Linked DNA regions of Macaca fascicularis: region 2 is linked to region 1. A link is a contact called in public Hi-C data. All regions are on one chromosome and are shown on one strand. The core of a region is the stretch at or near the end of the contact, and the rest is flanking DNA. Distances in the headings are between cores, read along the strand shown.

What was found. Hi-C and Micro-C count contacts between places; a contact is called where the count stands out from the background.
Region 2: a contact with region 1 is called in a Hi-C map of liver, with 4 times the contacts expected there. The contact joins the enhancer-like site here to the promoter of DUSP6 in region 1. A contact is called at or near these places in 2 of 2 Hi-C or Micro-C datasets (liver and skeletal muscle).

Annotation. Positions count from the first base shown.
Region 1 is chr11:96,316,718-96,324,118 of T2T-MFA8v1.1, reverse strand. DUSP6 (dual specificity phosphatase 6) reads left to right here and starts at 5,362. Exons shown (of 3, transcript XM_005571831.4): 1 at 5,362-6,225; 2 at 6,840-7,277. The coding sequence starts at 5,826. LOC123567559 (a long non-coding RNA gene) reads left to right here. Exons shown (of 4, transcript XR_006690572.3): 3 at 777-850; 4 at 2,002-4,648.
Region 2 is chr11:96,416,524-96,423,713 of T2T-MFA8v1.1, reverse strand. All of the region lies in intron 11 of POC1B (POC1 centriolar protein B), which reads left to right. Among named protein-coding and RNA genes, the nearest start is that of GALNT4, 70 kb to the left of the region's middle. Within about 2 kb of position 1,378, at least 4 of the 6 cell types and tissues checked have an H3K27ac peak or open chromatin away from gene starts, as enhancers often do. A contact at or near this core is called in liver, where this site is marked.

The sequences.
Region 1 (7,401 bases), core at 4,113-6,612:
GGACAAGCTGCACGGAGCTTTCACGTGAGAAGCAGTTTGATAGTAAACCTGGATCTGCAATTCCCAGGGGCTGCCCTCATGGAATTTTAATTGGGGGTATTTGAAATTCCCTTTGGCTTTCTCACAGCCTATCACTGCCTATGAGTCATGTTACCTATTGTCAGTTCCTTAGGCCTCTTGTGTTCCTCAGTTGACTGTTGTGGTACAGCTTCTTGGTATCTTTTCTTTTCTTTCTTTCTTTTTTTTTTTTTTTGAGACGGAGTCTCGCTCTGTCGCCCAGGCTAGAGTGCAGTGGCGCGATCTCGGCTCACTGCAAGCTCCGCCTCCCTGGTTCACGCCATTCTCCTGCCTCAGCTTCCCCAGTACCTGGGACTACAGGCGCCCGCCACCACGCCCGGCTAATTTTTTGTATTTTTAGTAGAGACGGGGTTTCACTGTGTTAGCCAGGATGGTCTGGATCTCCTGACCTCGTGATCCGCCCGCCTCGGCCTCCCAAAGTGCTGGGATTACAGGCGTGAGCCACCGTGCCGGCCTTTTGGTATATTTTAAAAGCACTCGTCAGAAGACTTTAGGGTGAGTTTCGTGCACCCCAAATACGGTTAAATTCAGTTTCGAAGTTTCGGCTGCACTGAAAGCCACTGTCACTTTGAGGGCCTACCTGGGACCCCTAAATGCATTTACATTTTAAGTCAGAACTTCCCAAACTCTTCTTGTTTGCTGAAAATCTGTTTAACTGTTTTCACATGATGTGTTAATAAATGTCATTGTATTCATAGAGATTATTCCAAGAAGATTAAAGGTCATGCTAGCCCATTTGGATCTTATAAATCGCAAGTGTCCTTGAACTCAGGTAAATTCCTGCAAAATTGGAATGTTTCTCGAATTGCTTTGAGAAAATTTTATAACCAAAGGACACAGCTTTTTAACAAATTGTCTTTTAACTAACAATTTTTAAGGAACTTTCCAGAGGGAAACACCAGGAGGAATTCAAGCACAAGCACAGGCGCTCAGTGCACACATACACACACACAGAGAAATGAGGATCTATGAAAGTGCTTCTCTGCACTCATGAGAATGGATCACAGATAATCTGCTATCTCCAGTCTTTAAACACAGCCCTCTTCATATGAATGATATCCTCTGAAGGGCACCGAGGCCTCCAGAATTAAGGAAGCCTATAATTCTTCCAAACTACTAAAGCCCTTATCTCCTAAGAGACCTTTTCCTCAGTGCCTCACAGGAATGGCAAGATCACCACCAACAGCATGCCTTATGCAGGAATGAAGTGGCGATATATATTTTTTTAATTTTTATTAAAGTTCTAGGGTACATGTGCACAATGTGCAGGTTTGTTACATGTGTATACATGTGCCATGTTGGTATGCTGCACCCATTAACTCGTCGTTTACATTAGGTATATCTTGTAATGCTATCCCTCCCCTCCCCCAAGTGGTGATATTTTAAAAATCATCTTCTGAATACGGACTTTGTGCCCTACACTTCTCGTGTGTCATCTCAGTTGTCTCTACCTCACAGTCCTTTGAGGGAGGAATATATATTCCCAATGTTACACACTTCCGAATTCCTTTTCTTGCTTTTTCTCTATAGCGCTTTCACTTTCTAATATATAATTATTTGTTTTATTGGACTGTCCTCATTAGAATGTAAACTTCAGTGAGGCAGGCTATTCTTGTCTGTTTATTCTCTGCTGCTTTCCTGGAATCTAGAATAAATGCGTCAGTGAATGAATGAAGTGAGGCCCAGATGACCAGTGAGTGACAGAGGTTTGAACCCAGGCTTATGTGCTGTGCTGATGCACTAGATAAGCAATGGCACTTGATGGCACTTGTGAAGATTAGGATCTATGGCATATTCTAAGGGAGAGAGAAGACGCAACATTTAGTGAATGGCTGACTGATGAAGAGTTGCGTGCAAAGAAAACCACTGATGTGTAAAAGGAGCAGGGAAAGTAGCCTAACTTTTGATCTTTGACCTCTGTAGGGAGGATGCAACAAAAAACGTGAGGCTGGAGAAAGCCTGGAGGTCAAAATTCAAAATGCTTCCCTTGAGATTCTTCATATGTGGGCAGGGAATACCACGTGGAGGTGAGTATAGTGTCCACAACACTATATATAATCCGTGCATGTGGGCATCCTTAAGAGTCTGTAAAGGGTTTGGCCTCACGTCTTGACACTCTCTGTTGCTACTGTGTGACCTTGGGCAAATTCCTTAATCTTTGTAATGGGGATAATTTACGTCTTTTCTGAAGACTGTCCGAAATTATGCACGTAAACACAGAAACAACACGATACCACCCATCGTGTAGTAAGTGCCTAATAGGCATTGTTATATCAGTTTGCTGTGACTGGAGAACACAGTGTTTCAAAGGTAACCAGTAGAGAGAAGTCAGAAATGTAGCTGGGTCCATTCTGATAATCGTGCTAAAGGATTTTGATCCTGGTCCACGATAACACCTCCTTTACTTGACAGCTGAATTGGAACGGATTAAATCGGTTAGGGTAGTACCTCAGAGGGCTTTCCTGGAGATGAGCGAGTGCAGGCGGGCTGTCAAGCAAGCCTCAAGGGGCATCTGTGGGATGCCCAAACCGTGCCCCCAAACCGAGGCCTTTTCACAGATCCTCAATTCAGAAGCATAAAAAATTAATTCCAACAGCTAATAGCACCCCACCATCACTTTAGGACATTTCACCGTACCCATTTTGTTGTCACAGGGACCCTATGAAGCAGATAGTTTTATCTTCATTATAAAGAAGACTGCAACTTAGAACAACTAAATGATTTAACTAAGGGCGCATACCTAGGAAGAACTGGGGGACATAATGCAAACGAGGGCCGTCCCACTCCAGAAGCCCTTTTCTCAGCATTTCTAGGACTGAGCGGTCAGAACGCCACTTAGCCAATGCGCCAGGAAAGATCGGCATTCCCTTGGCAATAGAGTTCAGAAGCATGGGTAAAAACTACAGTTTCGATGTATCCTCTCGAATCTATAGTCATAGTCAGGTAGCTGCGTATTAAAACAGGCAAAGTGGAAACCCAACTTCCCTCCCTTTCTCTTCTGTTGGAGGTGCTGCGCTGAATCTCCAACAGGTTTGCTCTTCTCAGTTCCTCTGCAGGGCATCCTGCCTCTTCCCTCCCTGTCCCCAGGTCCCAATGACTGAAACGTCTCGGGGTGGGAACTTCTGTGACAGATCGGGGAGGATAGGGGGAGTCAACTCCAGCGCAGGCCTCCCACGGCTGAAACTAAAAGATACCCAGTGAAATATAGGAGTTTTGTTCCAAAGGCTGCCCAAAAATGGTGCGGAGAAGAGCTCGGCAATCCCCACCTTCGTCGAACACGCTCCTCCAGGGGCGGCCTGCCTGCAGCAGAGCTCCAAAATTGGCAACCTGGGCCTCGCAGCCGCCTTTTTTTAGCCTACATTTCCCAAACCAGGGAAGAGGCGGGTAACTAAAAATGCAAATTGCAGCGGGGGTGTCAGCAGGCATGCCCGTGGGTGCGGGGCGTCGGGCGAAGGGAGACCCCGCGACCTTAGGCGCCCTCGCGGTGTTCACGGTGGGCGCAAAGCGCAGCGAGGGACGCTCCCCAAAGCCGCACCCCGCCGGGCGGCTGCCCCCGCTTCCGCCTCTCAGGCATCGGCGGGACAAAGCGCGGCCTCTTTTCCGCCGGGGTTTAGGGAGGGGAGGCCGGATTAGGGCCCGCGCCTTCCGGCCGTGGCCCTCCCGCGCCGAGCTGGCCGCACACAGGTGGTTTTCCGCTCGGGAGGGGCAGGCCTCGGCACTTTTATATAACAATAGAGCTCTGCGCGCCGGGAACGCGCCTCCCCGCCGCCGCGGCCCCCACCCGGCCACGCCTCCATCCGGCTTCCAGTCCGTCCGCCCCGCGGCGCCTGGGCCGAGCGCTGCTCACTGGCCTGGCCGGCACCTCCCCAAAGTTACCTGCTGGCTCTGCAGGGCGGTAGAGACGTTCCCCTCGACTCCTTGGGAGCCAGGAGCCAGGGGGGTCCAGGCAGGCACTCGTCCTTGCTCCTCCCACCCGCCCCACATCTTTATGGAACCGGGAGTCCCGCGCTCAGCCCAGTACCCGTCCACTGCATCGCGCACAACCCCCTGCCCGCCAAGCGGGGAGACGGGGACAGCGGGGCGGTGGCAGGGAGCGCAGCGCGCAGGCGCGACTAGTGCTCCCCGGAGTGCCCGGCGCTGGACAAAGGGAGGAGGCGGCGGCAGGAGAGGGCTGGGGAGGCCCCCTCTGACATGCCTCCCTGCCAACTAACCAATCGTCAAGCCCCCCTGCTGAGGCCCCGCAGCCTGCAGGCCTTCCCCACTCCTCGCCCATGGCGGGGACTGCCGGCCTGGCCCGGCGCGTCCCAGCACACCTCGCCCAGGCAGCCCCGCCAGACCGGCTCCTCCGTCAGAAGCCGAGCTCCTTGCCCAGAAATCATTAACGAGCGCGACCCCCCAGCAGGCGACGGTGGTGATGGGGTGGGGGGAGAGATTTAGATCCCCGGAACAATGGCTTGTAACTCCCCACGCCGCTGGAGCGGAATACAGTAAAAGCACTGGACTGACCTAAGAGTTTGTTTCTGCACTCTACATTGTTTTAAAGAAAATAAAATGTTACTTTAAGAAAAAAGGTTTCCTTCTGATTTTCTGAACAACCAGACGTTTGTTTGTTTGCTTTAAAATGTTTCAACAAAATCCTGGTTTGTTTCGAAATATGTTGGATTAGCATTTAACACCTCATCGGTCACTAAAGCCCAGTCAATTCACCAGCCCCAACACAGCCTCGGCTAAAAGAACATCAGAGCAAACAGAGCTAGGCCTTTAAAACTGGCAAACAAATGCCACACACCGCCTAAAGAAGGGGGGTTGGGGGAGGGGAGGGTTAAGGCGAACTTGGGTCCAAATGAGTTTGAAGAGAATACAAAGAACAAAAAGTCAGCACAAGTTTTCCTAAAGCTAGCTCGCGAACGCTAGCGTCGCGAACAAGGGCTTTTGTGCATGCTAATTGCGCCATTGGTGCGCAAAAGTTCCGACGCGAAGTGTGAACTCTCAACAGAAGGAAACATGAGACAACTGAAGTGCCCTGGTTTATGTGCCCTGCTCCTCCTCCGCTGCCGCCTCCCCTTCTTTCTCCTTCCTCCCGCCGAGCCCGCTGTTGCAGCTTGTTTGCACTGGGGCTTATCCGGAGCGGAAATTCCTTTCCGTTTTTGTGAATGACAAACTCATTAACAATTCATCAACACAACCTGTTCCAGCCGGCCCGTCCCCACGGCAACAGCCCCTTCCGCAGCACGCTCATTGGCTGGCCCGGAGAATGTATCCATTGAGACGCTCGCTGTTTGTATCCATTGAGGAGCTGCCTCGCGCAGGGGGTGTGCGAGGCTGAGTCCAAGGGATAGTGAGCAAATCGAGTCTTAAATAATCCGGGGAGAAAGACGCCCGGGTAGATTTGAGGTGCAGACTTGGCGGGAGGGATTAGGAACCGCTAGACTTTTTTTCCTCCCCTCTCAGTAGAACTGAGTCCGAATTAATTGGATTTCATTCACTGGGGAGGAACAAAAACTGTCTGGGCAGCTTCATTGAGAGATTCATTGACACTAACAGCCAGCGGCTGCAGCTGGGTGCAGAAAGAACCTCCGGCTTTACTTCTGTCTCGTCTTCCCCAACCGCTAGCCTCGGCTTGGGTTAGGCGAGGCGGAATTAAACCCCGCTCCGAGAGCGGCAGCTTCACGCGCAGCGCGCTCGGCCTATGCCTGCCCCGAGGGGCGTCTGGTAGGCACCCCGCCCTCTCCCGCAGCTCGACCCCCATGATAGATACGCTCAGACCCGTGCCCTTCGCGTCGGAAATGGCGATCAGCAAGACGGTGGCGTGGCTCAACGAGCAGCTGGAGCTGGGCAACGAGCGGCTGCTGCTGATGGACTGCCGGCCGCAGGAGCTGTACGAGTCGTCGCACATCGAGTCGGCCATCAACGTGGCCATCCCGGGCATCATGCTGCGGCGCCTGCAGAAGGGCAACCTGCCGGTGCGCGCACTCTTCACGCGCGGCGAGGACCGGGACCGCTTCACCCGGCGCTGCGGCACCGACACAGTGGTGCTCTACGACGAGAGCAGCAGCGACTGGAACGAGAATACGGGCGGCGAGTCAGTGCTAGGGCTGCTGCTCAAGAAGCTCAAGGACGAGGGTTGCCGGGCGTTCTACCTGGAAGGTACGCGCCCGGGGAACTCCGCGCGCGGGGCAGGGCGAGGGGCGCAGGGCTGCGGGCGGGGCGCGTGGACTGAAAATGCCTCTGCTGCGCTCAGCTGGCGCTTCGGAGCCGCGCTGCTAGCCTAGGGGCCGGCAGCCGGCAAGGTATCGGCCGCGAACCGCGCGTTCCGCACCAGAGAACCGGGCCGGCTCAGAATCCACCCGCTTCCGGCTGCGGGTACCGGCGGTTTCTTTCTAACGGGTTCTGCGCCTTCTTACCCAGAACATTCTCCTCCATCACCCTATTTTCTATCGTTCGATTTTGAATTAAGATTTGGAGGACCGGAGAGATTGTTGGGGATGCAAATTGGCACATCCTAGCTTTCAAAATATTCCAAAAAGTTGCCATTTTGTGTATTTCCGGATTCAAACGAATAAGGGTTCTCTGGCGAGGCGGGCCCGTTCGTTCCATTCCCGAGGGTGCACATTTAAAGTGTATTTCTATTATTTATGGTTCTGTATGTAGGGGGTTCGTAGGGTGCTTGTGGTGTTTCTTGCGCCGGGTTGCGGTTCTTACAAGCTGTGAAAACTACTACGGCTTCTCGGGTTACACGATTGCTTTTCTCGTTCTGGCAGGTGGCTTCAGTAAGTTCCAAGCCGAGTTCGCCCTGCATTGCGAGACCAATCTAGACGGCTCGTGTAGCAGCAGCTCGCCGCCGTTGCCAGTGCTGGGGCTCGGGGGCCTGCGGATCAGCTCTGACTCTTCCTCGGACATTGAGTCTGACCTTGACCGAGACCCCAATAGTGCAACAGACTCGGATGGCAGTCCGCTGTCCAACAGCCAGCCTTCCTTCCCGGTGGAGATCTTGCCCTTCCTTTACTTGGGTTGTGCCAAAGACTCCACCAACTTGGACGTGTTGGAGGAATTCGGCATCAAGTACATCTTGAACGTCACCCCCAATTTGCCGAATCTCTTTGAGAACGCAGGAGAGTTTAAATACAAGCAAATCCCCATCTCGGATCACTGGAGCCAAAACCTGTCCCAGTTTTTCCCTGAGGCCATTTCTTTCATAGGTGAGACTAATTAATAGTAGTCGTTCTGACATTTAAATGCAAAATTCCCAGCCATTCATAGAGTTTAAGCTGTTAATCGTTCTTGCTGCTTGCTAATTTGTCGTACTGCAGGTCTCTAATTTTC
Region 2 (7,190 bases), core at 129-2,628, 100 kb before region 1:
CATTTGTATGGTATCTTTAAGTGCTGGTTTAGTGGCTCTGCGGTATGTTTCTCCTGTCCCTGCTCTAAGGGTATGAAAGGAAATGAACTTAGGCATTTATAGGATCCAGGTCTCTGGTACCTCCCTCAATATATCTTCCTTTTAAGAGTTAAGAGACTTTTTATCTTAACTGCAAATGATAGTAAATATGTCAAGTGGATACAGTAATTTTTTATCCGGTAACACAAAAAGTTAAATGTTATACCCTAAGATGCTTAATTGGAGCAAAAGAGGAATTTTTATAAGGTTTGAGAAACAATTTAAAAACATTCCCCTTTGAAATTAAGTGAGGTAATTAAATTGTCAAAGACAGTTAAAAAACAGAATATACATGATAACTAACAAATAAATGAGGAAAAACACAACATTTTCAAAGATCTCTTGCCATTTAGAAATAGAAAACACATTTACATTTTTTCAGATACAATCTTTAAAATAGAGATAGGAGAGAAAATATTAGAGACTGGAAAGAGACTATTTGCAAATCAGTTGGATCCTTGCTTTTGAAGTACATCATGACCCATATGTTATAAAAACTGCTAACAGTTGTGAATGTGATGGCTGACCTTTAAAAAAAAAATTGCTTTGGGATTGTAAAAAAATAAATAAAACTACTAAAATGCTAAAGTGTTTTAGTTTGTTAAAGCAACATGGCTTTTTTTTTTTTTTTTTCAAGATAGATAATCTGGATAGCTGCAAAGTTTACTAACAGTATCCCTGTAATAAAAGATTAACAATGAAAACCAGAGGCTTCTTTCACCCTTCAAATAAAATATGCTTTTTAATAAAAATAGTAATAATCACTAAGTCCCAATTTTTTAATGAAGATATACTGACAAGTATACTAATTTGACCTTCTTTCTCTTTAAGTTTCAAAGTCACAGGGAAAGAAAACATATTAATGAATTTACCAAAAATTTGATACTCTTTAAGTTTTTTAAAATAGTCCTAGTTAAAGAATACTTCATGCAGTGAAACTTGTCCTTATTTCTATTGACAAACGTGATTTAGGACTTGAACTTTGCCATACAAAATGTGAAGACAGAAAAAAAAAAAAAGGAAATTTTACAAAAGGATTTATAAATCATGCTATTTGGGAGCCCAGTAAATACTTTTTAGAATTTCCTTCAGAAAATTAGCACGTTTCTGGGAACTGGAGGTGTTCCAGGTATTATTTCTGCCTTCCAACTTCCTGAGATAGTGTATTTCTAAACTGTGACGCCCGAGACTACTGCAGTAATATCGACTGTCCCAGGCCTGGAAATCTAAGCTGCATCCCCAGTTCCCACAGCTGAGACCGAGGCACGCTGAAAATGCCCAACAGCTCTCAGCCCACACATCCAGTAACAACTGGTTCCTTCCTCTTCCTGTGGAAGAGAAACATCCTCTGAGATGAGAAGAAATGCACCCTGAGGAATGCAAGAACAGCAGTGAGCTTTTCACACAGGAAATTACTATGGTAGCTCCCTGAAAAGTGCTTGTCTCCTGGACTGTCAGCCCATAATGAGCTTCCTGCTGACCTAGAGGATGGTTTACTATGGAGCTAAATGCCATTTGTGGGGCTGTCGGAGTTTCACGGAAAATAGCGAATTTAGCTTTCAGCTGTTCTGTACGTGTATACCCATCTGGTTTTGAGTTATTTGGTGCTGCATAGATAGTAAAGCTATTAGCTTTGCTCCTTTATTTTGCCACTTGACAGTTAATTATTATTTGGTGAAAGTAGTCAGCAAGTCTGCTAACACATATTTTTCAGTCAGTTCTTCCTGCTTTATGCTGTCAAACTATGTAAAATATATTAGGGCTTCTAAAGATTTGGAACCTCACCATCTCAGTGAACTGGATATTAAGGCCAGTGCTGGTCCTGGCCTAGTTCTTTCCGTGTCTTTCAATTTCTTTGCTTTTACTTTCTGAGATTGTCAGGCCACACAATCATACATCCTGAAACATAAATAAAATTGTTGCTTTCAGTCAACCAACCAACCAACCAACCAACCAACCCATCACTTAAATGTCAAATTGACTTCAATTGATTTTTACAATGGAAGTTTTTTTAGTATAATTTGATTTTCTATTTTTTGTCTTAATTCCTAGAGTATTTTGTTTTTCTTTTACTCAGGATAATGATGGCCACTACAAAGCTCATATTTTATATCATATGTACTTTTTAACCTATTTTCCAAAGCACTGCAGAATTTTGGTGGGCCTTAGTATTTATGGTGGCAAAATTCTCATACTTTTTATGTATCTATTTGGATTATTTTTCTGAAGCACATAGAGCTGTTTGTTTTAAGTTGAAGGGGAGATGGAGAAGGAATGCCAGGCATTTCCTTTTCCTTTTCAGAATGTCTTTTTAATGAACATTCCGCTTTTCTCCTTGTGAACAAACCATCTCAGCTCTCAGCAAGGGACCTCTTGAGTGTCTAGTTTCTAATAATCCAATCTCTTGCCTTTGTTCCCCAATTCTAGGGAGCTAGTTTCATACATTTAATATCTCTGCTAACCTCAGAGCTCCCTTTTAGCATTTACAGACTTAGACATCTGTTTAACCAGTTCCCTATATTAAATTCTCTCTGTTAAAATAATGGCTGTACTTTCTGTTTTTCTGCTGAACCCTGAGTGATACATAGTAAATCATCCTAAAGAAATGATGATATACAAACGAAGATTTCTATTCAAGGATGCCTATTCCAACATTGTTTGTAATAACATCAACATGACAAAAACCTTTAAAGGTTTTCTATTTATTTTTAATTATTTAAAATGTTAAAAGCCTTAAAACAGCTTAATAAGCAAAAGATGTTATCAAGTTTATTTCATTTTTTAGTGACTTGTGAGTTTTGACATGTTCATGATTACTGTTTGTTTGTATTTCTGAAGATCGCATATTTGTGTGCTTTGCCCATTTTCCTATTGTTCATTTTTAAATTGATCCTTAGGTAATTTTAGTTAAGATGATTGACCTCGGGCAGGGTGCGGTGGCTCACGCCTCTAATTCCAACACTTTGGGAAGTGTTTGCCGAGGCGGGCAAATCACAAGATCAGGAGTTTGAGACCAGCCTGGCCAACATGGTGAAACCCTGTCTCTACTAAAAATATAAAAGTTAGCTGGGCATGGTGGTGGCTGCCTGCAATCCCAGCTACGTGGGAGACTAAGGCAGGAGAATTGCTTGAACCCTAGAGACAGAGGTTGCAGTGAGCCAAGATCGTGCCACTTGCACTCCCGCCCAGGCGACAGTGCAAGACTCCATCTCAAAAAAAAGAAAATAAAAAAAAGAAGATTGACCTCTTGCCACGTGCTACAAATATGTTTTCCTTTTTTCTCATTTCTCCTTGAATTTAGTTTCTGATTTTCGATAGGTTTAGCTGCATTACCTTTTTGAAAACTACTTTTTGTTGTTTGGATTCTATGCAAAGAAATTCCCTCATCAATCCCCAAACATCTTAGCTACTCTTCTTGAGGTTTTATTTTTAATGATAAAACTTTAAAATCCAGATGTATTAATTTAGTTATGAGGTACAGATTTATAGTTAAAAAGTATCCTCAATTTGTATTGTTTCACTGATTTGAATAACCTTCTTTAAACATTAAATTCATATGAACTTGTGTCTCTTTGGAGACTTTCTCTTCTGTCTTATTGATCCATTATCATCTGTTTGCTCTTGATCCATTATCATACCTTTTTAGTTATTGTAGATTTAGAATATTTCTTTAAAATATTATATAATGCACAGTTTTTTCCTTCAAAACTTTCATGGGTCTTCTTGCCTATTACTTATCCATATGAATTTTAAAATTATTCTGTCTGTTTCAAAAAACCATCCCATTGGAATGTTGATTACCATTGCACTAGATGTATAAAATAATTTGAGAATTGCCAACTTGCCAATTTGAGTTGCTTATCTGGGAGTGTAGTAGTATATTCAGGGAATTTTTCCCCCTTTTTTCTTTCATTTATTTATTGTTTAATTGGCAGATAAAATTGTATGTATTTCTTATGTATAATGTGATGTTTTAAAGTATATATACTTGTGGAATGGTTAAATGTAACTAATTTACAAATGTGTTACCTCAGTGTTTCAGTAAATCAATTCAGGAACGCTCTCATTTACATGCCTGTGGTTTCCATAAAAATAGCCACCGTTTTTCACATGCTACTAAACATTTTACCTCATTACTAAGCATGCATGTAGTTTCTTGCATTCTGCAAATTAGCCTTAAAGGGGTTAGGTAACTTCCCCAAAGACACACAGCAAGGAAATGATGGGGGCAAGCAAGGCTCTGATTGAACTAACCTCAGAGGACAGTTAACACCAGCAGCAACCTGCCTTCCAGATGTTTAGACACACAGACCACAGGCCTTGCCACTTTGAATCCTGGTTTTAGATTCCTTGTGGTCAGTATGATTTAACTTAAGTAAATATTTTTCACCATCGTATAGTAGCCAAGGAGACCTGATGCATATCTCTGGTTGTGGGGGAAAAAAATGGAAAGTACTGAGGACCTCCAGTTTGGGAGCAGGTGGAGAAATAGGCCCTTGAGTCAACCAATGCTTGTAAGTAACTGGTTGTGAAGGCTACTTTGGGAATTTAGGAATTGCCTATTCCTACTTGCCAAGTACGTAAATCCTTGGCACACACCAGACTTTAGCACACACAAGTCCTTAGTGTCAGAATGCTCATCAGGAAGAATTGTGTTTAAGACACACTTGTCTCTTACTGTTTATCCAGAAGGTGTGCCATATGGCGTTCTCATCATAGGTTGTTCAAGCGTAATTGTGTGGATATAGCTTCCTGATATGAATAATTATTTGATCTGTCATGTCTTTAAATCTCTTTCATAATGATGTAATGGCTTTACCTCCCTTGGCAGGGCTTTGTTACTATTCTCTGACTGCTCTCCCCAGGTTCTCACTTCTGCCGTGTCACTAATTTTCAGTTTTTGTCTGTTTGTTGAAAAAGGATATTCTCAGCAGTAGGAACTGTGTATGCAGAAATTTCCTTTGATGGTGTTTTTGCTGTTCTGGTGTGTGCAGGTATTATTTTATTTTGGAATAGATGGGAACCTCAGTTTTTATCAAATTTGGTTAGGGTGATTTTTATAAAGTGAATTCTATTTTAAATTGGCCTTTTGTTGCTGTCATTTGGTTGGCTGGTTGGGTTTTGTTTGTTTGTTTTGTTGTTTTTTAAAATGGAAACGAGATCTTGCCATGTTGTCCAGGTTTGTCTCTAATTCCTGGGCTCAACCTCCAGCTTCAGCCTCCCAAAGTACTGAGATTACAGGCATGAACCACCATGCCCATCCTGACTTTTATTTTTAAACACAGCTATGCTTTCCTGGTAAATATCCTCAGTTAGTTGGGTTGGAAATCTTGGGTGCAAGGCTCAAAAGAAAGCCCAAGTCCATGATACAAACTGTGTGACTGTGTGCAGAATCCAGGCCATGTCTTCCAGTTTCTCTCTCTCTCACTCTTAATGTTCCTCAGGTCATGTGTTATCTATAGTTCCAGGAGATCCAGTATCTCCATGTTCAGGGCTCCTCAGACTCAGTTTGCCTCTCTTGGACTGACTATATCATAGAGCTGTATATGTTACAGTATTAACACCTTGTCCCCAGAGGTGGAACTTTCAAAGGAATTTTGCTATTTACTTGGATACTTCTGCTTGAAGCTTCAGGTTCAGAAAAATGAATTTGTGCCCTACTTGGTCCATTCTCTAAGGTTGATAATATATAAAATAAATTTATTTTAAATGACATCTAGCATCAGGTAAAGTACCATGCTGAGTAAATATTATTCTTAATTCAGAACTATGCATTTTGGGGATAGCAATTTAATACAGTTTCAAGATGATAAATATTTACAATAATTCCTTATTGTAAATAGAACTGGAAATGCATCATTAAACCAAAGCAAAACAATTGTATGCTTTGAAAAATCAGTTGAAATTTGAATAATTTGACTAAGAAATGTGCTCTCTCGGATTTGTACTTTTTTAGAAAATTTTGAGTACTTTTTGTACAGTTCTGTACACAGTAAAATTACTGAAAAAATTCAAGATATGTACACTATTTTAGAAATTATTTTGTTATTTCCTTTTCTAGAAATCACTTATATATTTCAGTGTTCTATGAAACATGTAATATAATAAATATATGGCTGTCTTACATTTTGGGCACTGTGTATCCAAGGATCACATGAGAAACTTCAACCATGTCATATTATTTTTAAGTTATTATTTTTTAAATTGAGTATATTGATAAGTTTACCAAATAGTTAGAATTGGGAAAAATAATTTTGATTTTAAGATAAACTATTGCTTACCTTAAATGTATTGAAAACTTTTGATTTAGAGAGCAGCAGTTTTCTCTAAGACATTATATTATTAATATTTAGTTAAGTGTTAAGATCTATTCATTTATCCTACAAAGTGCTATGACTATTTTTATGTATTTATTCATCAAGGAAAATGACAGTCACGGAGTTTATATCCCAAACTATGAGTATGTTTGTGAATATGTTTTGTTTATTTTTAGTTTTTGCCTTGGCACCCTTTCCAGGCAGTTCTCCTGGCAACAGTGACATTGCTTCTGCCTGTCATATGTTTTTTGCAATTGAGCTCTTCCATTATGTTTCCCTAGTACAACCTATTTCATGCACATGTTTTGGCTGTTTCATCCAGCAGTTAATTTATATAATCTTTCCTATAGGTTTTTAGTCAAAATGTTTTTCTTTCTTTTATTATTATTATTACACTTTAAGTTCTAGGGTACCTGTGTACAACATACAGCTTTGTTACATATGTATACATGTGCCATGTTGGTGTGCTGCACCCATTAACTCATCATTTACATTAGGTATATCTCCTAATGCTATCCCTCCCCCTTCCCCCCATCCCACGACAGGCCCCGGTGTGTGATGTTCCCCTTCCAGAGTCCAAGTGATCTCATTGTTCAATTCCCACCTATGAGTGAGAACATGCAGTGTTTGGATTTCTGTCCTTGTGATAGCTTGCTGAGAATGATGGTTTCCAGCTTCATCCATGTCCCTACAAAGGACATGAACTCATCCTCTTTTATGGCTGCATAGTATTCCATGGTGTATATGTGCCACATTTTCTTAATCCACTCTGTCATTGATGGACATTTGGGTTGG